Regions from separate parts of the Arabidopsis thaliana genome. Here region 2 is linked to region 1. A link is a contact called in public capture Hi-C data. All regions are on one chromosome and are shown on one strand. Each heading gives the region's core, a stretch centred on a gene start, on an enhancer-like site or on the middle of the called end of the contact. The rest is flanking DNA. Distances are from core to core; before and after follow the strand shown.

Region 1 (6,416 bases), core at 1,986-4,485:
TACAAGACTTAAGATATCCATAGTTAAGATTAGACTAATTAAGGGGGGAAAAGAAGCGAAAATGTGTAATACGATCTTTTTATTTTTTTAAATAGGTTTCATTTTCATGAGTTATGTATATATAATCTCAAGACTTAGTAGTGGTTTTTGTGAAATTGATGCAGTTCAGGGATGTTACATACAAAGTGGTGATCAAGAAATTGACTTCATCTGTGGAGAAAGAGATATTAACTGGGATAAGTGGGAGTGTGAATCCTGGTGAAGTTCTTGCTCTCATGGGACCCTCAGGGAGTGGCAAAACAACTCTTCTTAGCTTACTTGCTGGTCGAATCTCTCAATCCTCTACTGGAGGCTCTGTTACTTACAACGACAAGCCTTACTCTAAATACTTGAAAAGCAAGTCAGTGTTTTTGGCTCTTAAACTCACATTTTCTTATATGAATGAATACATATAAGATTTAACAATTGGTTCTTGGTTTGGTGGCAGGATTGGGTTTGTGACTCAAGATGATGTTCTGTTTCCTCATCTTACCGTGAAAGAAACGCTAACCTATGCTGCTCGTCTGCGCTTACCCAAGACTCTTACGAGAGAGCAGAAGAAGCAACGAGCTTTAGACGTTATCCAAGAGTTGGGTTTAGAGAGGTATGCTGGCTCGTATAGAGGTTCCAAACATTAACAAACTAAATGTGGTTTTTATTTTAATAACTTGGATGGTTGCAGATGCCAAGACACTATGATTGGTGGAGCATTCGTGCGTGGTGTATCAGGTGGAGAGAGGAAAAGAGTTTCTATTGGAAACGAGATCATCATTAATCCTTCTCTATTACTTCTTGATGAACCAACCTCTGGTTTAGATTCCACCACTGCTCTTAGAACCATTCTGATGCTCCATGACATCGCCGAGGTTTGTTTGTTTGTTCAGACAATTACTATCTTTGCTTTGATTGTTTTCTGAACTTTGACGAAAATATGTTCGGAACAGGCGGGGAAAACCGTGATCACAACGATACATCAGCCCTCGAGTAGGCTCTTCCATAGGTTTGACAAGCTGATTCTACTAGGAAGAGGAAGTCTTCTCTACTTTGGAAAATCATCAGAAGCTTTAGATTACTTCTCTTCCATTGGATGCTCTCCTCTTATCGCCATGAATCCTGCAGAGTTCTTGCTCGATCTTGCCAACGGTAACATCAACGATATCTCTGTACCTTCTGAGTTAGATGATAGAGTTCAAGTTGGCAATTCAGGTAGAGAAACTCAAACTGGCAAGCCATCTCCTGCTGCTGTTCATGAGGTAATTATAGAAGCAACAACATTTCTAGTAAATCAGTATTACCTAAAACCAAATTGAGTTCTGATATATATATCGGAAAAACTGTAAGCAGTATCTAGTGGAGGCCTACGAGACTAGGGTTGCAGAACAGGAGAAGAAGAAACTATTGGATCCTGTGCCACTCGATGAAGAAGCTAAGGCCAAAAGTACGCGTCTAAAGCGCCAATGGGGAACGTGCTGGTGGGAGCAATATTGCATACTATTCTGCAGAGGACTCAAAGAACGGCGACACGAATACTTCAGTTGGTTGCGTGTTACGCAAGTTCTTTCCACAGCTGTCATTTTAGGTCTTCTCTGGTGGCAGTCGGACATTAGGACTCCAATGGGACTACAAGATCAGGTATGTTATCATTTGGTTTTGAAATATACTTTTTTTTTATGCACACTATACTAATATCATTCTCTACATTCTTATGCTTCTTTGTTGCAGGCTGGTTTGCTCTTCTTCATAGCAGTTTTTTGGGGATTCTTCCCTGTTTTCACAGCGATCTTTGCGTTTCCGCAAGAGCGAGCGATGTTAAATAAGGAGAGAGCAGCGGATATGTACAGATTAAGCGCATATTTCCTAGCTCGAACCACGAGTGATCTCCCTCTCGACTTTATTCTACCTTCTCTCTTCCTTCTTGTCGTCTATTTCATGACAGGTCTTCGGATCAGCCCATATCCCTTCTTCTTGAGCATGCTCACAGTTTTCCTTTGCATCATCGCAGCTCAGGTATATTCAGATTAAAATTATTAAAAACCCTAATCAACGAGAAAAAGTATAATCAAAATGCTGATTTTGATTCTTTTTGCTAGGGACTCGGACTTGCAATTGGTGCCATTTTAATGGATTTAAAGAAGGCTACGACTTTGGCTTCAGTAACTGTCATGACATTCATGCTCGCCGGAGGATTCTTCGTCAAGGCAAGTCCTCTGTTTCTTGATTTCCTCTGTTTTTAACTTCCCCTGTTTCTTGATTTCCCCTGTTTTACTGATTTCCTTTTCTGTGTCTACACAGAAAGTGCCGGTTTTCATATCGTGGATACGTTATCTATCTTTCAATTACCACACCTACAAGCTTCTTCTTAAAGTACAATATCAGGACTTCGCTGTGTCCATCAACGGGATGAGAATAGACAACGGACTAACTGAAGTAGCCGCACTCGTTGTCATGATATTCGGTTATCGCCTCCTCGCGTATCTGTCTCTAAGGCAAATGAAGATCGTAACATAACCCATTTTCCACACGAAGAAATCAAATAACATAGAAGAAGCATAAAAAGAGTGCATCAGATCTTGATGATCTTGACACGACCAATCCTTGACAATGATTAAGAGATTGGTCCTAAGATTATTCTTGCTTAATTACAAAGGTGTTGTGAGTTTGATAATGATTGGATGGTGATAGATGTCTTGATTGGAGATAAATATATATGTTCAAGTTTGTAATTGTAGTTCGAATCTAAAATTGGTTAAAGTTTATTAACAAGAAGAACCTTGTGGCTGGATCTGATCTTCTTAAATTCCAATCCAATTATTCTTAGTATAGCTGTTCCGGTTTTAGTTCTGACTTCCGAGTAACTGGGGTTGTTGTGATTGATTAAATCGTAGAAATTATAATAAAATTATTTATTATGAACCGCAATTATAAGCCCAATCAAGGCCCATTAGAAAACCACCAAAGGAGTTTGGTTATAAATAGTGGTAGCCTAGGGGCTAGGGCTCACAGTTGATTTCTTCTTCGTCGCTTCCTTCGTTTCCAAGCTTTAGGTCTCCAAGTCACAGGCTGAGGTACGGTGTTTCTAATCTCTCTCCGATTCCTCTTATATGTTTTTCCTAATCTCTCTCTCTCTCTCACTCAGTAGTTGTCCCTTCTCTCTGAATCTGATTTTTAATGTTTCTCTGGTTGTAGAAAAAAAATATGTACACTTCGATGCACAAGGATTTGCGATCGAGGCAAAACAATTCAAATCAAGTTGGGGCGGATTCAGAAAGCACGCGTCTTGTTAATATAAGGAACTTGGCCAAAATTGTGAATGATTCAAGATTCAGGAGCTTAAGTCCTGACACTCCAGCTACTCATGATGCACAAGACTATCTTTGGCCTCCATCCTTGGATATGCCTCTGCTGGCTCCACCTGTCAACTTCTCACACCTTCCTCTAGGGATCACTTTCACGCGAAAGGAGCTTGAGCTTATCAAGCTCACAGCGCAGTTTGTGGCTGTTTATGGGAAGTATTTTCAGAGGGAACTGACGACGAGAGTTGTTGAGAGTCCTCTGTTTGAGTTTTTGAAACCAACTGACAGTAGGAACAGTTTTTACACGCGGATTATTCTCGGGTATCAGGGTGTGTTAATGCCTTCCCAAAAGCTGAAGACGAAGAGTGAAGTTTTTGATGGTTTCTCCAAGCTTATTGCTCAAGTGCCTGTAAAGGATGAGGATGACGTGGAGATGGCTATGACTGATTTGCATGCTTATGAATACTTTGCTAACATGTCCATTAATGATTTACGAGCTCCGGCTCCTGTCAAGTTTGCATTCCTTACTAGAGGGGTAACGTTCACGCGCAATGAGCTTGATACTATTAAGCTCACAGCACAGTTTGTGGCAGTTTATGGGACCCTTTTTCGGACAGAATTGATGAAGAGAGTGTTTATAAGCCCTAAATTTGACTTTTTTAAGTCAACTGATAGCAAGTGCTCTTTTTACTTGCGGCTTGTTGATGGGTATTCGAGAGTGTTAAGGCGTTCCAGAAAGAATGGTGCTGGTTTGGGGGAAGTTGTTGTTGGTTTTCTCAAGCTTCTTGATCAAGTTGTTGAAAAGAAAGATGCAGTGGAGATGGCTTTGACTGATTTGCATGCTTTAGAGTTTTTTGCTAACGTGGACGGTGGCGTGTTGCAACCACGACCTGAACAATACCATCCAATGATGCCAACAGTACCACCGCTAATTATGCCTCAACTGGGATCTCAGTTTACTCAACTTCAAGTTCCTCAACCTTCATGTTCTCCTCCAGTGAGGATGATGTCACCTCCTAGGCCACAGAATGATTTGCAATCGGGTCAAAGCAATTCAAATAAAGCTCCTGCGAGTGTGGCACCTATTGAGCCACCTCCAGAAATCAGAAGTTGTGTCGAGAACACTGCACTTATTGTTTCCAAAAATGGGTTGGAGATTGAAAGAAAGATGATGGAACTTAGTATGAATGATGCAAGACACAGATTTGTGTGGAGCACTGACCCTTATCACGCATTTTATCAGCTCAAGCTTGCAGAATACCGTGCTCAGAATCAAGATAGAGCTCACGATATCCAACCTAATGTTCTGAGATCTTTCGGTTTTGGATTTGAATTCCCTGAAAAGGAGATCACACTCAAGGAGCTTGGTATTATTAAGCTCACAGCACAGTTTATGGCGCGGTACGGGATGAATTTTGTGCAGGGTTTGAGGAAGAGAGTGGTTGGGAACCCTCAGTTTAAGTTTTTGGAGTCAACTAATAATAGCAGGTTCAGTTTTTACAATGGGCTTGTTATTGCGTATTCAAGGGTTTTAATGCCTTCCAAAATGCTGAGCAAGAGTGATGATTGTACGGCGACCGTTGTTGATGGTTTTCTCAGTTGTCTTCAATTGGAAAAGCGAGAGGAGGGAGTGGATATTGATATGATTGATTTGCTTGACTGTTTTGCTCGTTTGGAGGATGCAGACTATTCTGCTAACGTCCCACAACCTCAACACCTTTCAACACAAATGCAACCACCACATACGCCTGAAACGTCTCCTCCACTACCACTGCCTCTAAAAAACGAGTCATCACCTGTTCTTGCTGATCAACATCCGGTAATTGTTTAATGTTCTGATTCTTAGAGTCTTTTGTTTCTCAACTTGACTTGTATCTAATCATGGCAGTCATACATTTTCAGGATTCCTCTACCATCGATGATGAATGGCAAGTCATTGACTTCACAGGGCAGTCGTTACCGGACAACGTGGCAAGTTTGAAGGATAAAACAGCTGGGGGGATCCAAATTCCAGCAAACAAATAGAAGAGAAACAGAAGGTGCATGGTGGGAGAATGCAGGGAAATGGTTTTCAAACTTCTCTTTAATACTAATCTTTAAATTGACTTTAAGTTTGTTCTGGATTGGCAGCTAGTTCTGAGGCAAGTTTTTGTCTCTCTAATCTTAAACATCTGTTTAATATGTGCTTTAGCTCTTTTTTTTTATTGAAGTTTGGCTTTTACTTTGTTACATAAACCACAAGCTTCTTCTTACACAGTATCAGGATGAGAATAGACAATGGAAATAAAGTCTTTTAACTTTGTTACATAAAAACCACATTAACTTGAAAGTCTTACGTTTGTTTCATAAACACGTTACACACAATACATCATCTGGAAATAAGGCAGAGTTTCTTACAACACACACTAGTTGAAACATGATGCTAGGAAATGTTATTCACTAGTTCAGAGATCTTATGAAGATGCGTAGAAGAAAACAGACGAAGATAAGAACTTGATGAAGCATGAGCCAAAGATGATTTGCCTGTTTACAGCCAAACGGATGGTAAAAGGACCAATCTTATAAACCAAGGAAACTCAATGTCTTTTTTCCAAGACACAAGTTCTCTTTCCGTTTGGCTGAAAGATAAGGGACAAGACAAAAGACTGGTGAACCAAATCATGTCTTGTCCCCTATCTGCTGATCATATATTAAGTTTGCAGCAGCCAATATCCATTGCTGCTGCATTCCACTTGATAGGCATGACCATGCCACCAGGAGAATAAGCCGACGAACTTAGAAAGTAATCCATACTTGTAACTGCAGAATCCGAGAGATTTGACTCATTTGCTTCCCTCGATGAGTTTATGGTCTCATTTTCCGGATGAAAGACTTCAGAACTCTGAGAATTACTCGGCTTAGACTGCTTAGCCGCATCAGCTGTCTTGGTGTTCAAGAAACGCCCGCCAGATCCTCTAGGACGGCGCATAGCATGGAGATGGCGTGAGTGATGCATATATGGCTGAAACATCATAACATAAGGCAACATTTTTTGAATGCATAACTGAAAAAATGATCAGATAGTTTCAATAAGTTACCTTACGG
Region 2 (6,416 bases), core at 2,924-5,423, 39 kb before region 1:
ATCAATGTACCACAAAAGGGGACCATTTACGTACTAATTAACACATAATGTTTTTATCCCAAAAATCTTATAATTGTATAAAGTTGGGATTAACTAATATCTCAACTTTGAATCTCTCTTCCAAGTTCCAACCTTTTAATCCATTTTTTTAAGCGTATGATAAAGTCAATTAGTAGCACGTGACTAAGGCAAAAGGAAAACTCTCATGAGAAAGCTAAAAAAGCATCCCCCAAAGTGGAATGTCAGATCCAACACCTTGATCTTTTGCCTATAGTAAATTAATCAATATACAATTATGTGTCTTCAGCTTTCACTAGATGCATTTGCTACACTTCAAATCTTGGAAATCTACCCTTACAAAGTTACAAGTCTTTCTTCAAGAGTTTTATAGATTATAAAGAATCTTACTTTTTGAGGGATTACTTAATTAATTGGTCTAGACTGTCTGGTTAACAAAAATATGCTTAATCAACATGATTGATGTCAAATAAATAAAAACTAAACGATCATATGTACTTACTTGTAGAGCACGTCGCAAAGGCCTTATGGCACCTTTAGCTGCATGATCACCGAGCCATGGTGTATAACGCCAAGTAATTTCTCCATCACTACCGGCTGAAACCTTATGGCCGCCACCAACCAACTCGATAAGCCATTTTTCAGGTAGCATTTGCCACATGACAAAGCATCCCTTATGAGACACAGACGAGGCACTACTGACCGCGGTTGAGCTATTAATATCACTCACCATAGTCATTGTGATTTTTCCGGTCACGAAAGTGTTTTTGATTTCGCCCGCAAGTTTCTTGCATCCGGTTGCTGCGGCAAACTGTTGTATTATGTATTGTGCTGATGATGATACCTTAAAGATCATAATAATTATGGATTAGTATGATTTAAATGCACATATTTGATATTATAAGCATGGATCTGAACCGTTTATTTTCACTATCAGTATGTTGATCATATTGAAATTATATTAAACTACGGAAACGTGTATATATTTTTTTCTATATGTAGTAAGCTTTTGAAATATATAAACATTTGATTTGAAACTATGTACTATGGTATGTATTTTCAATCCAAATTTGGGTTTCTGAAGTTTGAATATTACAATAATATCAATTTAGTCTGGTTTTTCCTCTTGCTAGTACAAATCATTTGTTTTTGACTGGATATAAAATATAATAAAATAACAAAAAGTATATTCAGATCTGAAAACCAGAAGAATAATTTAAGGTCTCCAGGAATAATTTATGGATCTTGTGATAGACTCTTGCATTCACTACGCTTATTCTTTCTCTCTTTTCCTTCACTGATTTATTATTGTGCAAGTTATATTTCTGGCTCGCTTATATTAATACGCTAAAGAACATGAATATTTTTTTTTTTGGTGATAAGAAGTTGAATCTTGTTACGTGACACTGACCTATTTGTCCACAAATTTTTGGCAAAACTCACATCTACCGTGAAATCATTTGAATATAAAAAGTGAAATATTATATATATAGATAATATAGCTAGCCTTTCATAGGAATCCACCTAGTAATTTACTAAAGAGGAGTTTGAAAAGGGATTATTTTAAAATTATAAATAATTTTGTAAGCCAATAAATCTTCGAAATAGTATTTATCTTCTTAAAAAATCATATATGAAAAAGGGTAAAGATAAGTATAGATATTTTCTGAACTATTAGAAATATATCCGAAAATTTTCCTTTTAAATATAATAGTATAAAGGTTTGCATATGTCATGTTTTTTTTATAAAGGTTTCCCACTAAGAAATAATATACCACAAACCATTATATAAGTTGTCAACTGTCGTCAAGTGATGGATAAAAACTTATATGTCAGGTTAATAGTACTCACCATTAAGAGCATGTCCGAAACGTTTGATGTAATTAATACCAAAAATGACGCCAACAATAAAAAATACTACTACTAATATTTGAAATGCAAAAAAAAAAAATGAAAAACGAAACGATCATAAACTAATTCAATTTAATGCGACCCACCAAAATATTTTCCTTAGTTTTAGAAATAGTCGTTGAAATAGATGAGTTTCATATACGTATAAATATACACATACATGTACGGCGTATAAGTACCTGTTGAAGAGAGATTTTGGAGAGAGGAGGGACAGGGAAGAGAGGACATCCCATAACACTAAGAAGAAGCTTCATGTCTGGTTTCTTGGGGAAGACGATGAACTGCAATTGTGTCTTTATCCATTTCTTCCATGATTTGGATCTTGTTGATCCTTTTCTTCCTCCTCTTTCTTCTTCTTGATCTTCTTCATCTATTGGTTCTTCCATCAATGGAGCTAATCTCTGCATTCTCTCTCTCTCTCTTTCTTTCTTTTGGGTTCTTTCTTTCTCTCACTTTGTGCTTACGCAGCTTATAGCCTTAGTGCGTTTTGTTCGCCTTTCGTTTTCTTTGTTTGTTAATTATTGTTATTTTTCTCTCTCTCTCTCTTTGTGGAAAAGTTATATTGGCATAGGTCGTCACTATACTTTTTCTTCTCTCTAACCTCTTTTGAGCTTTTTCATGTTTTGAAATCCTTTTTTAATAGGTCGAATATCTAGTACTGAAACCTATACTAATCACCGGAACATGTGGGAGATTGAAATCTTATTGGAAAGACTTGTATCTCGATCTCCTAATTTACCCAATGATAAGTCTTTCTACCTACCCAAGCTAAAACTTTGTTATTTAGTACATCAAAATTGTAAGAAAACTGCAAACCAAGTCATGTTTTTTTTTTTTTTTTTTTTAAATTTCCTAGGAACTTTATTTACATCTGAAAAAGTTGTAAAATTACAAACAAATTTAATATTACTAAATATATGATAGTTCTTACTTACACGATCTAAGTCAACAAATGTGACCTTAGTTTCAACAAGTGTCCTCTATAGGTGTGATGTGATCCAATTTAAATTTCGCTGAATTGATAAAGTGTAACGCTTGAACAAAAGTTTATTCATATGTTATGAAACATGCTATTGAAGTTGAAAGTTTGGTCAGGTATGAAAGTAAAAGGGACGCAAGACGAGGTGACTTGTCTACGTCGTTTTATCCGTGTAGTGTAGTCTCTAACATTTTCGTCCATTTAGATTCATTTGAGTCTTAGAAATTTATAATATATTGTTCCACGGTCATCTCACAATTGAGACAAAAAAACAACAGATAACTTGGATAAATCAAGTTGATTGATGACGACGCAAGTTTAACCTAATCTTATTTAGTTCCAAGTTTGATGATGATTATGTAGAGAAGATAAAGAAACAAATAAACCCATAAAATTGAGTTTGATTATATGGAGAATCAAATAAATAATCATAATATGTAATTTCATTCAAGTTCTCAAATTTCAGATTACTAAATACAATATTGATTTTTTTTCTTTTCTTTTCATATTCTGTATATATATATATATAGCAAGAATAACTTTTCTTGTCATAAACTAAAGTTATCATCACCAGTGCCACACCCATCACCGGTCTTACATCCTTGATTTTGAGAATAGGGTACATACACTTAAGGCCTTGGTTTCAGAGGAAATCTCGAATGGACTGTCAAATCGCAATAACCGTTTTGATCAAGATCTTGGTTTCCCCTAAAATCAAAGACCTCAGCCCTAAACCAAAACTTTAAACGAAAACCAAGTTTCTAAACCAAAACGTCTCACTAATTCCTGTCCATTTTCATTAAATTTGGCCCTTGCTCTTTACACACTCTCACTCTTCTCTTTGGACTTTGTGGATTGTTAAGATTTAAGACAAGATAATGACTTATAGATATCTTTCTAAAAAAGCCCAGTTTTGGCTAGGCCCAAGTTAGAAAAGAGATAATTAAACTTTAAGGAAAACAAAACATGTTTTTTTTTTTGTTAATCAGCAACATTTATTAATTATTAATAACAACATGTTTCTCAGTTAATTTATTTGGTTTTTTATGGCAAAAAAAAACATAGTAAATCAGCAGAATTAATACAAATACAATCTAACAATATTGTAAATGTAATAAAAGAAACCTCAAGATTCACTACCGTCATTAAAAAAAAAATCTAAAAGCAACGAAAAAAAAACAAAGAGCAAAGAAGACCCACGACGTCAGGTGATATCTAATCTTCCAAGCAGCCACGTCTAGTAGTTTTTGTATGACAGTAGCATCGTAAGTCTTATACGTGCCGCTTTCTCATTGGTCTGTCTCGCTTGATAGACCCAACCTCGGAGAAATTATAAATCTGAGCCCGTATACTGTGAAATTACATTAATGACCCTTTAAATTCTCGAAAATATCAGAATAATCAATATATCGAAGCCGAGAAAGAGTAAGAATGAGCGATTGTATTTCTCCCTAAGAGTCACTTTGCCTTTGTCTTTGATTTTTCTCTGTATCGTCGGTCTCTCTTTTGCGTTTCTCGATCCCACCGTCTAATCCTTCTCCGGCCAATGACTATGATGACTCCGCCTCCCGTTGATGTAATCTCCGATTCTTCATCCTCTCTGCCTTTTGTCAATTCCATGTGTATCCATTCGTGTATTGGCGCTTGAATCTGCTTCTGATTGTTCGTTTAGTTGATCGTTTCGGGTTTTTTTTCTTTTGGATTTGATTTGAATTTTAAGCGGTTGAATCATCTTGCAGATGCAGCGATTTTTGTTTTCGGTGTGTTAGTTTTAGTGATTGTGGTTTCTATTTTTCTGTTCGTTTTGATCACCGTAGTGCGAGATTAGGGTTTTTTTTTGGGTATATATTCTTAGTTTTTGTTTATGTTTTGCAGCAGCCAGAAGATGAGGAGATGCTTGTGCCGAATTCAGATTTGGTCGACGGTCCTGCTCAGCCCATGGAAGGTAAGACTTTTTTGGTTTGATTCAATTTGATTCACTGCTTCAATTTCTCGTATCCTTTGTGGTTTCGATGGAATTGGAATGGATGAGATAGAGCTTGTGGATATCAGGCTGCAGTGTTTGAGAGTTGGATTGATGGTTTTGAAGTGCTTAGGGTTTTGTCATTTGTCTTGTTGTTTATTTTTCATTAATTGTTGATGCATTTATAGTTACCCAACCCGAGACTGCTGCGAGTACTGTGGAGAACCAGCCAGCTGAGGATCCTCCTACTCTGAAATTCACGTGGACTATCCCTAATTTCTCTAGGCAAAACACCAGGAAGCATTACTCCGATGTATTTGTCGTTGGAGGTTACAAATGGTAATAGTAGTGTATACCTATCTCTAGTGTACTTTTTTCTTGCCATTGTTTGTCCAGTATGCATTTTGATTGGTTGACACCTTTTTGGATTTGCTTATGCAGGCGCATATTAATTTTCCCGAAAGGGAACAATGTTGATCATTTGTCCATGTACTTGGATGTTTCTGATGCTGCGAGTTTGCCGTACGGTTGGAGCAGATATGCTCAGTTCAGTCTGGCTGTAGTCAATCAAATCCACACCAGATATACCGTTAGAAAAGGTACCTGTAATTTATTAATGATGTTTATTAGACCCTGAATTCTCAGTGCATTCATGTGCATATAATGGCTGTGCACACATAAATATGTTTTGCGTTAGTTTAAATGTTGGGCTGGAAGAAGGGGATTAGTTGAACTTATTGGAATATAATCATGTTATTACTGTCTTAAGCTTTACCTGAACGCCTGCAACGCACCCTTTTCTACTTTATCAGACTGTAATATTTACCTGGTTTCTGGCGAACTTGGTATTATCAGAACCTAGCTGTAAGTGACCTTGGTGATACAGGTCACTGACATTATGATTCCTAACTGTGTTGCAGAGACGCAACATCAATTCAATGCTAGAGAAAGCGATTGGGGATTTACATCATTCATGCCACTTAGCGAACTTTATGATCCTAGTAGAGGATATTTAGTGAATGATACTGTTTTGGTTGAAGCTGAAGTCGCTGTACGTAAGGTTCTTGATTACTGGTCATATGACTCTAAAAAAGAGACTGGTTTTGTTGGACTCAAGAACCAAGGTGCAACATGCTACATGAATTCTCTCCTACAGACACTATACCACATACCTTACTTCAGAAAGGTAAGATATATTCTTGTTTTTTCCTTCAGTTTGTTAAATTCCATGGGTTCTCATTGAATCCTTGACCGGACAACTGAATTTTGCATGTTGCTTGTAGGCTGTATACCACATGCCAACAACTGAGAATGATGCACCCACAGCAAGTATACCGTTGGCTCTCCAAAGTTTGTTTTACAAGCTCCAATACAATGACACTAGTGTTGCAACAAAAGAGCTGACAAAGTCGTTTGGTTGGGATACATATGATTCCTTCATGCAGCATGATGTGCAAGAACTCAATCGGGTTCTCTGCGAAAAGCTTGAGGACAAAATGAAGGTAATTTTTCTTTTGTTGTCAGGCCATGATTTACTACTCAGTT

Evidence for each region. Capture Hi-C pulls out chosen DNA fragments and counts their contacts.
Region 2: a capture Hi-C map of shoot shows a contact between it and region 1, with 3 times the contacts expected there. The contact joins the promoter of UBP12 here to the promoter of AT5G06520 in region 1. A contact is called at or near these places in 8 of 26 Hi-C or Micro-C datasets (callus, cotyledon, leaf and 5 more), 1 of 2 datasets of contacts at active chromatin or transcription factors (shoot) and 3 of 3 other capture datasets (root, seedling and shoot).

The regions. Positions count from the first base shown.
Region 1 is chr5:1,986,191-1,992,606 of TAIR10.1, reverse strand. AT5G06520 (SWAP (Suppressor-of-White-APricot)/surp domain-containing protein) reads left to right here and starts at 3,235. Exons shown (of 2, transcript NM_120735.2): 1 at 3,235-5,151; 2 at 5,235-5,426. The coding sequence starts at 3,235. The coding sequence ends at 5,357. It overlaps ABCG22 (ABC-2 type transporter family protein), which reads left to right. Exons shown (of 11, transcript NM_120736.3): 4 at 165-400; 5 at 488-643; 6 at 722-905; 7 at 984-1,292; 8 at 1,384-1,671; 9 at 1,762-2,046; 10 at 2,130-2,237; 11 at 2,332-2,957. The coding sequence ends at 2,547. It overlaps NF-YA10 (nuclear factor Y, subunit A10), which reads right to left. Exons shown (of 5, transcript NM_120734.4): 4 at 6,410-6,416; 5 at 5,543-6,333. The coding sequence ends at 6,016.
Region 2 is chr5:2,025,873-2,032,288 of TAIR10.1, reverse strand. UBP12 (ubiquitin-specific protease 12) reads left to right here and starts at 4,173. Exons shown (of 32, transcript NM_120743.3): 1 at 4,173-4,484; 2 at 4,784-4,853; 3 at 5,060-5,210; 4 at 5,313-5,470; 5 at 5,792-6,057; 6 at 6,155-6,373. The coding sequence starts at 4,455. It overlaps AT5G06610 (lipase (DUF620)), which reads right to left and starts at 2,496. Exons shown (of 4, transcript NM_120744.3): 1 at 2,109-2,496; 2 at 521-862. The coding sequence starts at 2,336.